Regions from separate parts of the Rattus norvegicus genome. Here region 1 is linked to region 2. The links are chromatin contacts, called in public Hi-C maps. All regions are on one chromosome and are shown on one strand. Each heading gives the region's core, a stretch centred on a gene start, on an enhancer-like site or on the middle of the called end of the contact. The rest is flanking DNA. Distances are from core to core; before and after follow the strand shown.

The links. Hi-C and Micro-C count contacts between places; a contact is called where the count stands out from the background.
Region 1: a contact with region 2 is called in a Hi-C map of liver, with 4 times the contacts expected there. The contact joins the promoter of Lnc056 here to the enhancer-like site in region 2. A contact is called at or near these places in 5 of 12 Hi-C or Micro-C datasets (frontal cortex, kidney, liver and 1 more) and 1 of 1 datasets of contacts at active chromatin or transcription factors (oligodendrocytes).

Annotation. Positions count from the first base shown.
Region 1 is chr5:26,957,672-26,962,118 of GRCr8, forward strand. Lnc056 (long non-coding RNA 056) reads right to left here and starts at 2,826. Exons shown (of 2, transcript NR_126574.1): 1 at 2,729-2,826; 2 at 2,383-2,537.
Region 2 is chr5:26,775,129-26,779,619 of GRCr8, forward strand. It overlaps Chd7 (chromodomain helicase DNA binding protein 7), which reads left to right. Exons shown (of 38, transcript NM_001107906.3): 25 at 1-17; 26 at 1,355-1,484; 27 at 1,924-1,996; 28 at 2,149-2,206; 29 at 2,866-3,094; 30 at 3,336-3,544; 31 at 3,657-4,325. Among named protein-coding and RNA genes, the nearest start is that of Chd7, 170 kb to the left of the region's middle. Within about 2 kb of position 2,938, at least 8 of the 93 cell types and tissues checked have an H3K27ac peak or open chromatin away from gene starts, as enhancers often do. A contact at or near this core is called in liver, where this site is marked.

The DNA of each region.
Region 1 (4,447 bases), core at 1,576-4,075, 180 kb after region 2:
CCGTTCAATGTGTAGAAGGAAATGTCTTGTTTATGTTTCTGCCTGTCATTTCAGAAGATACGAATACCTGTGGAACAACTGAATGAACCCGAGACTTCTTTTCTAGACCCCACAACCCTGCTGCTTCTGGATTTTGAATCTGTCCAGAGCCACACTTCCCAGAACCCTTAGCATCGCCATCGCGTAGATACCATAGACACTGTAGACACCGTAGACACCATAGACATTGTAGACACCGTAGACACCGTAGACAGCGTAGACACCGTAGACACCGTAGACACCGTAGACACCGTAGACACCGTAGACACCGTAGACACCGTAGACACCGTAGACACCGTAGACAGACACTGTAGACACCGTAGACAGACACCGTAGACAGACACCGTAGACACCGTAGACACCGTAGACACCGTAGACACCGTAGACAGACACTGTAGATACGGCTTTCACTTGGCTCATGTGTCTCTTTTTCTTGTTATGGGTCACACGACTAATGCACGCTACAGACTTTTCCCACTTTTTCACTTTATTTCACTGCCTTCTCGTTCCATCTCTCCCCCTTTCTTGAGAAATTTCAAGAAAGTTCAGTGCAAACAATTGAGAAACTCTAACAGAAGCCGAGGGCAGAGAGGAGAGGGCAAAGGGCTAACGAGGAGGGGCCAAGCCCAGTGCCTTCTCTTGAGACCCAGTGGGAAGGCTGTCTCCTGGGCAAAGCCTCCAGTCTTAAAAGACCAGCATGTTTCCTTTTGGCAGCTGACCTGCCAAGAATTAACCCTTTGAGAAACTGCCCTGTATGGTTTGGTTACTGCTTTTCTTTACACTGTCAGGTCTTGTTTACCTGTTACGGCATGAGTGTGAGGTCCAATATTAGTGTAATGGGCTATATAGTTTGCTACCAGTTTTCACCAGTTTAGTTATCACTGCTTTCCCAGAATGCTATCAAAGTACTTGAACAACTTCCTACTTACTACCGGTTTCAAGATGAGATAGTCACATAAAGAGGGGAATTCTCTTTTCCCAGAAGGGCTCTTGTCAGAAGTCAGGTTCCAAAGAACTGTGGATTAGGCCTGGAAGTTTCCGAGGACCACTTTCAGTTTGGGGGTTGGTGAGGCAGCTAATGCCATGCTGTTTCCTAGCAACCCCCACCCCTCAAACCCCCCACCCCCACACCACCACCACTACAAAGAGACAGGAGCCTAGTTTCTTCCCCTTGGGTTCCTAATATGCTTCTGTTATTTATATCTTTAATTGTGCAAGAGTATCCAGAATGGTAAAAACCGAACAAGTGGATAAATTTAAAAATTTAAAAAAAAAATCCTAGTTGCTGATGTCTGACTTCCCGTGTTCTCGTTGTTGCTACTCTTGTTGCTTTGGGTTTTTGTTTTGCTTCTCGAATGTTGTTGTTTTCCAGGAAAGCTGTCGTTTATCGTGAGAACAGGAGCAGCCATGTGTTGATTTTTCTGGATTCCTTTTGGCTACTGTCCCAGTGCTAATGAAGGCCCTTCCAAAGTGCTAACGAGCTGGTGCCAAAATCAGTTACGCCGAAAACAATGGAGCCGCATAGCATGCAGACAGCGTGTATACCCGCATTTGCACACACGTGCGCATGCACACACAGATTTAAAATAGTATGTTCGTGTGCAACTTCCTGTGTGCAAATCAGACATAGCCATGCACGCCAACATGATGTGCACGTTGGAACTTCACAAAGGAGAATGGGAAGGTTCCTTTTATGAAACGACTAATATTTGGTTGCAGAAATCATTCCTAGCTCAAAGGAGGAGCAAAGTTTCTAGATTTTTCTGGGCACGAATTTTCTAGCTGGGAAACTAGAAATGTACGCTCATTAACGTAAACAATGTAAGGTGTAATGTCCGCGTGGCTATGGATTTTATTTTACTGAAAGGAAGATCCTGCTCTAAGAAGCACCCGGGCACTGCTTAGTTTAGAATTGGCCCCCCTGGCTGATTTTAGTAAAGTCACCAGCACTGATCTTTGAGCCCTTTTAAGGTGGTATTTTGTGGCTGGGGCTCTCTCTGGTTTCCATGGGTTTTCCTTGAGCCTTTCTCTCAGTGTGTAATTATTCTCGCCTCAATTTGTTTACACAGCTTGGAGATGGGGACAGAGTTCTCTGGCGACTGTGCAACTGCAGCAATCAGCGTAAAGAGAAGCATTTAGATGCTATAAAACCTAACAGCCCGGCATGCACCATTACATAGCAGTTACCGAAATTTAGTAAATTAAATTAAATAATTTTAAATAAATTGATTTCAGGGATTTAAAAACTCATCTCTGTGGAATCTAGTTGTCAGTTTTTTTTATTTTTATTATTGTTCATCAAGTACAATTTATGTTTTTTAATGAATCAAAATCCCTCTTCCGCCACCTAGTCCAAAGTAGCTCTCGGTACCCTCGATTGAGTCGGTAGCTTCGTGCGCCATCTTCCGGCGGCGTCTAGTACCACGGCCGCGAGGCATCACTCCGCGAGGAGTTGGGGGAGTCGCGGCGACAGCCAGGGTGGCCACGTCTCACCGTCTCTGCAAAAATTCACGGTTAGGACGATGCTCGAAGCGAATGCGTAAACTGCTCCCGTGGGCTTTGTCATTGTGGGTCACCCTGAAGCACGGGGACAGCCCAGAGAGACTTTGGCTGTGGGGGCTGAAGGTTTGTTTTCTGTCAGTGGACGCCTGCCCTCCCTCTCCTTCATTAACGCCTGGATGAGATTGACCTGCTGTTTGCCCGACATCGCCACGAAGCCAGCGGTCCCTCCGCACCCACAGCCTTTCTCTGCTCCAGCACAGCTCGGTTCCAAGGGGCCGCTGCATGTTCAGACGCACAGCCCAGATAAAGACCTGTGGGGTTTTAAATATTTTATTTCCTTTTCTGAAACGATCAAAGTCATGCGTGATTGGGATAATGACGAGCCGCGCCTTGTTTTTAAGGCTATTTTTTTTTACATGTATGGTTAATCTGACGATAGTTTAACAAATAAAAAACCATCAGATGATACTGATAGGGATTGAAGGAGAGGGAAATCCTTTCCTTAGCAGCACTGAAGCAGCTTGACGTATCTCGTTTCGGTAAAGTGCCACCTACGTCTTTCCCCACGTACTCTGGGTTGTAATCCAGCGCACCCACGTACAATGGCTAATAATCCAAACCTCCGGGAAAGGAATCCTCCCCCCTCTAGTTGGACCTCTCTTCTAGCTTCTAGGCAGAAGGCAGAGTGGGGAACTGAGCGCCTGAGTGCTTTCCGGGTTAACAACTGGCTTGTCCCCTCCCCCACTACAACGCTTCAGCGCAGCAACAGATGGTGTTGGTTTTTTTTTTTTTTTCCCTTCTGAGTTTAAGATGGTTCATTTTGTGCCTTCTCGGGAGAAAGATGAAGATTAACTCCACTCCATCGTGAGCAAGAGCAAAGGAAAAAATGTGATATCTTCTAAGAAAAACAAAAACAAAAACAAAAGACCCTTTATCTCGCCCATGTGTGGTCAGTGCCCTCTTTGTCGTCTTCAAGTGGGAGTTTCTTCTCTCTTACACTTTATTCCCTTTCCCGCCATGTACCTCTGCTTCCTTCCTTCCTAGGCATGTACTTTCCGTGTCTGTACAGACAAGAAGGGTAAGGAAAAGTTGTCTGATAATGTATAATTCTGTGCATGTTACGGATCTCTGGAGAGTTTGAAGGCTGTTTTACTCTTTCAAGCAAATGATAAAACAAAGCATCGGCGTCAGGAACAGGGCTGGAGAGGCGGCTTGGCGGGAAAAGGCACTTTTCCCAAGCAGACAACCTCCGTTTGATTCCAGACTAGCACATGGTGGAAAGAAAGAACAGACTCCCCAAAACTGTTCTCTGACCTTCCTCCACACCTGCGTCATGATACTCAAGCGCTTTCACCACACCCCCAGACCCGAGGGAGAGAACGATTTGGACTCACACATTAAATAAATAACATTTAATAACATCTAATAGAGAACAGAAATCACACAAAGGCAAATTCAAGAAAATAGGATTAACGTGGTGGCCTAGGCCTACAAACCCAGATATTGAAAAACCGAGGCAGGAGGTAGGCTATGCGTTTAAAGTCCATCTGAACTAAAGAATGAGACCTCTTCCTCTCTCAGGAAGCAAGCACGAAAACAATCAAAACAAAAACAAAAAAACAAAAACAAACCAAGCAATCCAATACAAGCTGGCCTGGTAACACATGTCTGCCAGTAATGCTAGAGTTTGGAACGTTGGTTTTAGAGTGAGTTCACTGTTCAGCTGATCTAACGTGTATAAAAAGAAGAAATGGCATCAGATGGTCTTGCTACCAATAATACAATTATTTACTTATTTAAGATTTTTTTGAGGTAGTCTCATAATATAGCCCCAAGCTGGTCTCTTTGGCCTTAGTCCTCAGTGCTAGTATTAAAGGTCTGTGCCAGCAAGATCAGCCTCCAGCCT
Region 2 (4,491 bases), core at 1,688-4,187:
TGGAGTGTTTAAACATGGTAAGGAGTGCTTCTGTCTGAACACATTTTGACTGGGTGGCTTCATCTTTATTTAGAACTCTTTGCATACTCCTTTTCCAAAGTCATAATATTAATGAGGACCGTTCCAAAGGACTCTTGGCGCCGACCATTTTTCTGCACTAGAAATCTAATACGAACTGTAAATATCAGATGCTGTTTTTGAATGTTTGTTGAGTGTTTGAGAAGAAAACATTTCTTTCTTGGCTATAAACAGAAGTCAAGCCATATTTGTTTTTAGTAATAGCCAAGCCGTACCACGGCATTCCCGAAACTTCACTTCCAGAACGGCCGCCCTCACTAAACTCTGCCAGCCTGTGTCAGAGTGGACGGTGGGCTTAACCTCTGCTATTAATCTGTACAAGTGCCTCCTGGGCTTTGTTCCAAGCAATATTTCACAAATGTCAGTGCCGGGGACTCACCGCTCCCCCAAGTGGGACGCAGCCTTGTTAACTTTGAAAGGCTGGGGATGCAGAAGTGCCATGATATATACAGTGAGCGTTTCCTGATTATAATCCCAATTCTCTGGAGGTCGCGGAGGTATTCCTAGCAGCCCAGCCTGACTAAAGGGGAGAATGATGGCTTATAAAACCTTTCATGATTACAGTTTGGCTTGCGGCTCTACAGCAGTTAGGAGCGGTGTGTTGTAGAACACATCCTAATTGAATTGTGCTGTTCTTCCTATGTACCCCAGCCGCGTCCTGCGAGCCCGGCCTCAGAATCATTTTCCCGCAGTGCACTGTTGGGATCTGCCATTTCCCATCTAGTCAACTTGGGCAGTCAAAAAGCAAATTGCAGTTTGAAAAACCATAGAGGGAACAGTGTCATCTTACTGACATGCATCATCGTAAACCTGATAAGACAGGTTCGCTGGCCTCCCATACACGGGATTTTTTTTTTTTTTTCAGCCAGCCATGTGCGTTCCCGCTGGACCAAACCTGCTGGGGGGGTGAGGGGTGGGGGGCGGTAGACCTGGAGAACCCCTGCGGAGGTCATAAAGAAACGTAACCAAGCCTTTTAAATGTCAAGCAAAATTAGATGTTGGGGAAGAATAGGGTCAGAAACCCTCCCTGGCATCCTGCAGTTATCCTGAGCCGTTTTCTGTCTGTGTCTGTTAGTCATTCAATGGTACCCCCGATGTATAAGAGGGCCCACAAAAGCTGCTCTAGAATGCTGCACCAAAACAAGGTCTGTTTAGTTCAACACACATGATGTCTGGGAAACAACTGGCTGTGTTGTGGCGGGGGTATGAGTTTTGACAGTGACGGGGTCTTCCTTTGTTTCTGTGCGTGTCCTCTGTGCTGGCGGGTATGGCACAGGCTATGAGAAGTACAATTCCATGAGAGCTGACCCCGCACTCTGCTTCCTGGAACGAGTCGGTATGCCTGATGCCAAGGCCATCGCTGCCGAGCAAAGAGGGACAGACATGCTAGCAGATGGTGGTGACGGGTAAGAAGGACATTCTAAAATTTTAATAAACTTTATGTCAGTATTACATCTACTGGCAGGGGTCGGTGATTGGTTCTTATGCTGAACTGGGCCCTCTGTTATGTCTGGTTTGAATTTGATGCTTACCAATAGTTCCTGTCTATATAGCATAGTAACTACTTTAAACAAAGTTCTCTCTCTCTCTCTCTCTCTCTCTCTCTCTCACACACACACACACACACACACACACACACACACACACACACACACACACACGACATCGTCGCCCTTGGTGACTCCCTCACCACCCCCTTGTAACCGTGCATTTTAAATACTGCAGGGCAGAGTCATTGAAAAATGTCAGACCCAGACTTAGTATTGGGGTGACCGTAACTCTTCCCCTCACACTGCCCTACAAATTGATAGAATGTAAAACTACCGTTTTTTTAATTTTACACAGTGGGGAATTTGATAGAGAAGATGAAGATCCGGAATACAAACCAACGAGAGCGCCATTCAAAGATGAAATAGACGTAAGACCTTGAGTGCATTGGCTTTTACAGTGCCAGTAACATTATATGCCCATATAGAACTTGTTAAACTTTAGAGAGTGGCCTTCCTCTAAAAGAGAAAGTAAAATCCAACCCCAATTGAAAATAGCTCTGTTTCTCACATTGCTTTCAAGGAATTTGCAAATTCTCCCCCAGAGGACAAGGAAGACTCCATGGAGGCCCAGAGCACAGGTGAGGGTCCGGGGCAGCTGGTCATGGAGGCCTGGGGCACGGGTGAGGGTCCGGGGCAGCTGGTCATGGAGGCCTGGGGCACGGGTGAGGGTCCGGGGCAGCTGGATCCTCTGCCATAACCTAATGATAGCAGCTCAGGGTCCTCTTCCACATGGACTGGACCCTCGTTGGTAATGGTGAGCCTTAGTTATGGTTTTCATTCCATTAATATCTTGGATAGAACTTTTTGATTAAGATAATTGATCTGCTAGCTTATAGTCATTATTTAGTGGAAAAATTTTAAAGTCCTTAAAACATTTCTATCGGAAGGAAGGCGTTTGTTTAAATCTGAAATATTTCTGTGGACTGTTGATCCTCTTAAAAAAATAATAATTAGGATAGTAGCTATGTGCTTACTGCATTCAAGATCACCATTGTAAGCATGTTCATAAGAAAGACTGCCTTTCGTTGTGTCAGACTGATAAACCTTTCCCCCCCCCTCAAAGGAGTTAACAGTAAATAGTTTATAAATCCTCTCCGTTCTTACTGCTTGTTTATATTTCCAGATCTGAGTGTGGCAGAGTGGCCTCTCCCACCCTGTACTCCGAAGGCTAATGAGTCATCTTTTTTTTGTCTGTGTTGTGAGAGATGTCTCAGACTCTTCTTTTCCACTTCCTCAGGCAAGCACAGTGAGAGCAATGCTGAGTTAGGTCAACTTTACTGGCCGAACACGTCAAGCCTGACTACGCGTCTGCGCCGGCTCATTACTGCCTATCAGCGCAGCTATAAAAGGCAACAAATGAGGCAGGAGGCCCTAATGAAGACGGACCGGCGCAGACGGAGGCCTCGGGAGGAAGTGAGAGCGCTGGAGGCGGAAAGGGAAGCTATTATATCTGAGAAAAGGCAAAAGTGAGTTCTCCACCATTTTTGCAGTATCTCCGCCCCACCCCCACCCGCCATGCCTTCTCTTCCTTCTCTGCTGGGTCCCTAAGAAACAGCGATCCCATCACAGAGTGAAGGAAGGCCTACTTCCCCCGGAGGTGTCCATCCCTCAGCCCTAAATAAGTCCCCGAGACGTGCTCTGGGGGGCAGAGAAGACTGTCCTGTGTGCCCTTCTGAGCGTGACGTGAGCCAGGTCTCCTCTCCACAGGTGGACAAGGAGAGAGGAAGCTGACTTTTACCGTGTGGTATCCACCTTTGGGGTTATTTTTGACCCAGTGAAGCAGCAGTTTGATTGGAACCAATTCCGAGCCTTTGCCAGACTAGACAAAAAGTCCGATGAGAGTCTGGAGAAGTATTTCAGCTGCTTCGTGGCCATGTGCAGGCGGGTATGTCGGATGCCTGCCAAGCCCGAGGACGGTAGGTACATGAACGGACGACTAGCCACACTGTGCTAGGCAGACGGGACTGTGCATGCCGGGTCGGGCGGGCCCAAGGCCTGCCCAGTTAACGACTGTGCTTCGTGTTACAGAGCCACCAGACCTCGCCTCCCTTATCGAACCCATCACAGAGGAGCGTGCATCCAGGACGCTGTACCGCATTGAACTGCTTCGCAAAATCCGAGAGCAGGTCCTTCATCACCCACAACTGAGCGACAGGCTGAAGCTCTGCCAGCCCAGCCTAGACCTGCCGGAGTGGTGGGAGTGCGGACGGCATGACAGGGACCTGCTGGTGGGTGCTGCTAAGCACGGGGTCAGCCGGACAGACTACCACATTCTCAATGACCCTGAGTTGTCCTTCTTAGATGCACACAAAAGCTTTGCTCAGAACCGTGGGGCCAGTACCGTCCCTTCTTTGAATACTCTGGCCATGGGCTTTGGCCAGGCTCCTCCAGTCATTGCCTCTGCTCATGCTCATGAAGAAAAGGTAATGGAACAGGCCGAAGGCAAGGCAGAGGAGTGCGAACACTCACCGGCCAAAGAGAGGTCGGATGGGAAAGAGGAGGAAGAAGAAGCTGGTGGGGCCAAGGACAGCAGGCAGGAGTGTGAGGCCGAGGCCAGCTCTGTGAAGGGCGAACTCAAAGGGGTGGAGGGCAGTGGAGACCCTGGGTCCAAGTCTGTCTCAGAGAAAGGCTCAGAAGAGGATGAGGAAGAAAAGCTGGAGGACGACGATAAGTCGGAGGAGTCATCGCAGCCAGAAGGTAATGCCTGGTTCTTGTCAGTGTCCCGATACCACAACAGTGGTGCATAGCCTTTGTGCGATTCCACAGCCTTGATTGTTTGATGATTGAGAAATCTAGAATCTCACTTCATAGCTCTGGCTGGCCTACAACTCACAGAGATCCACCTGCTCCTGCCTCCAGAGGG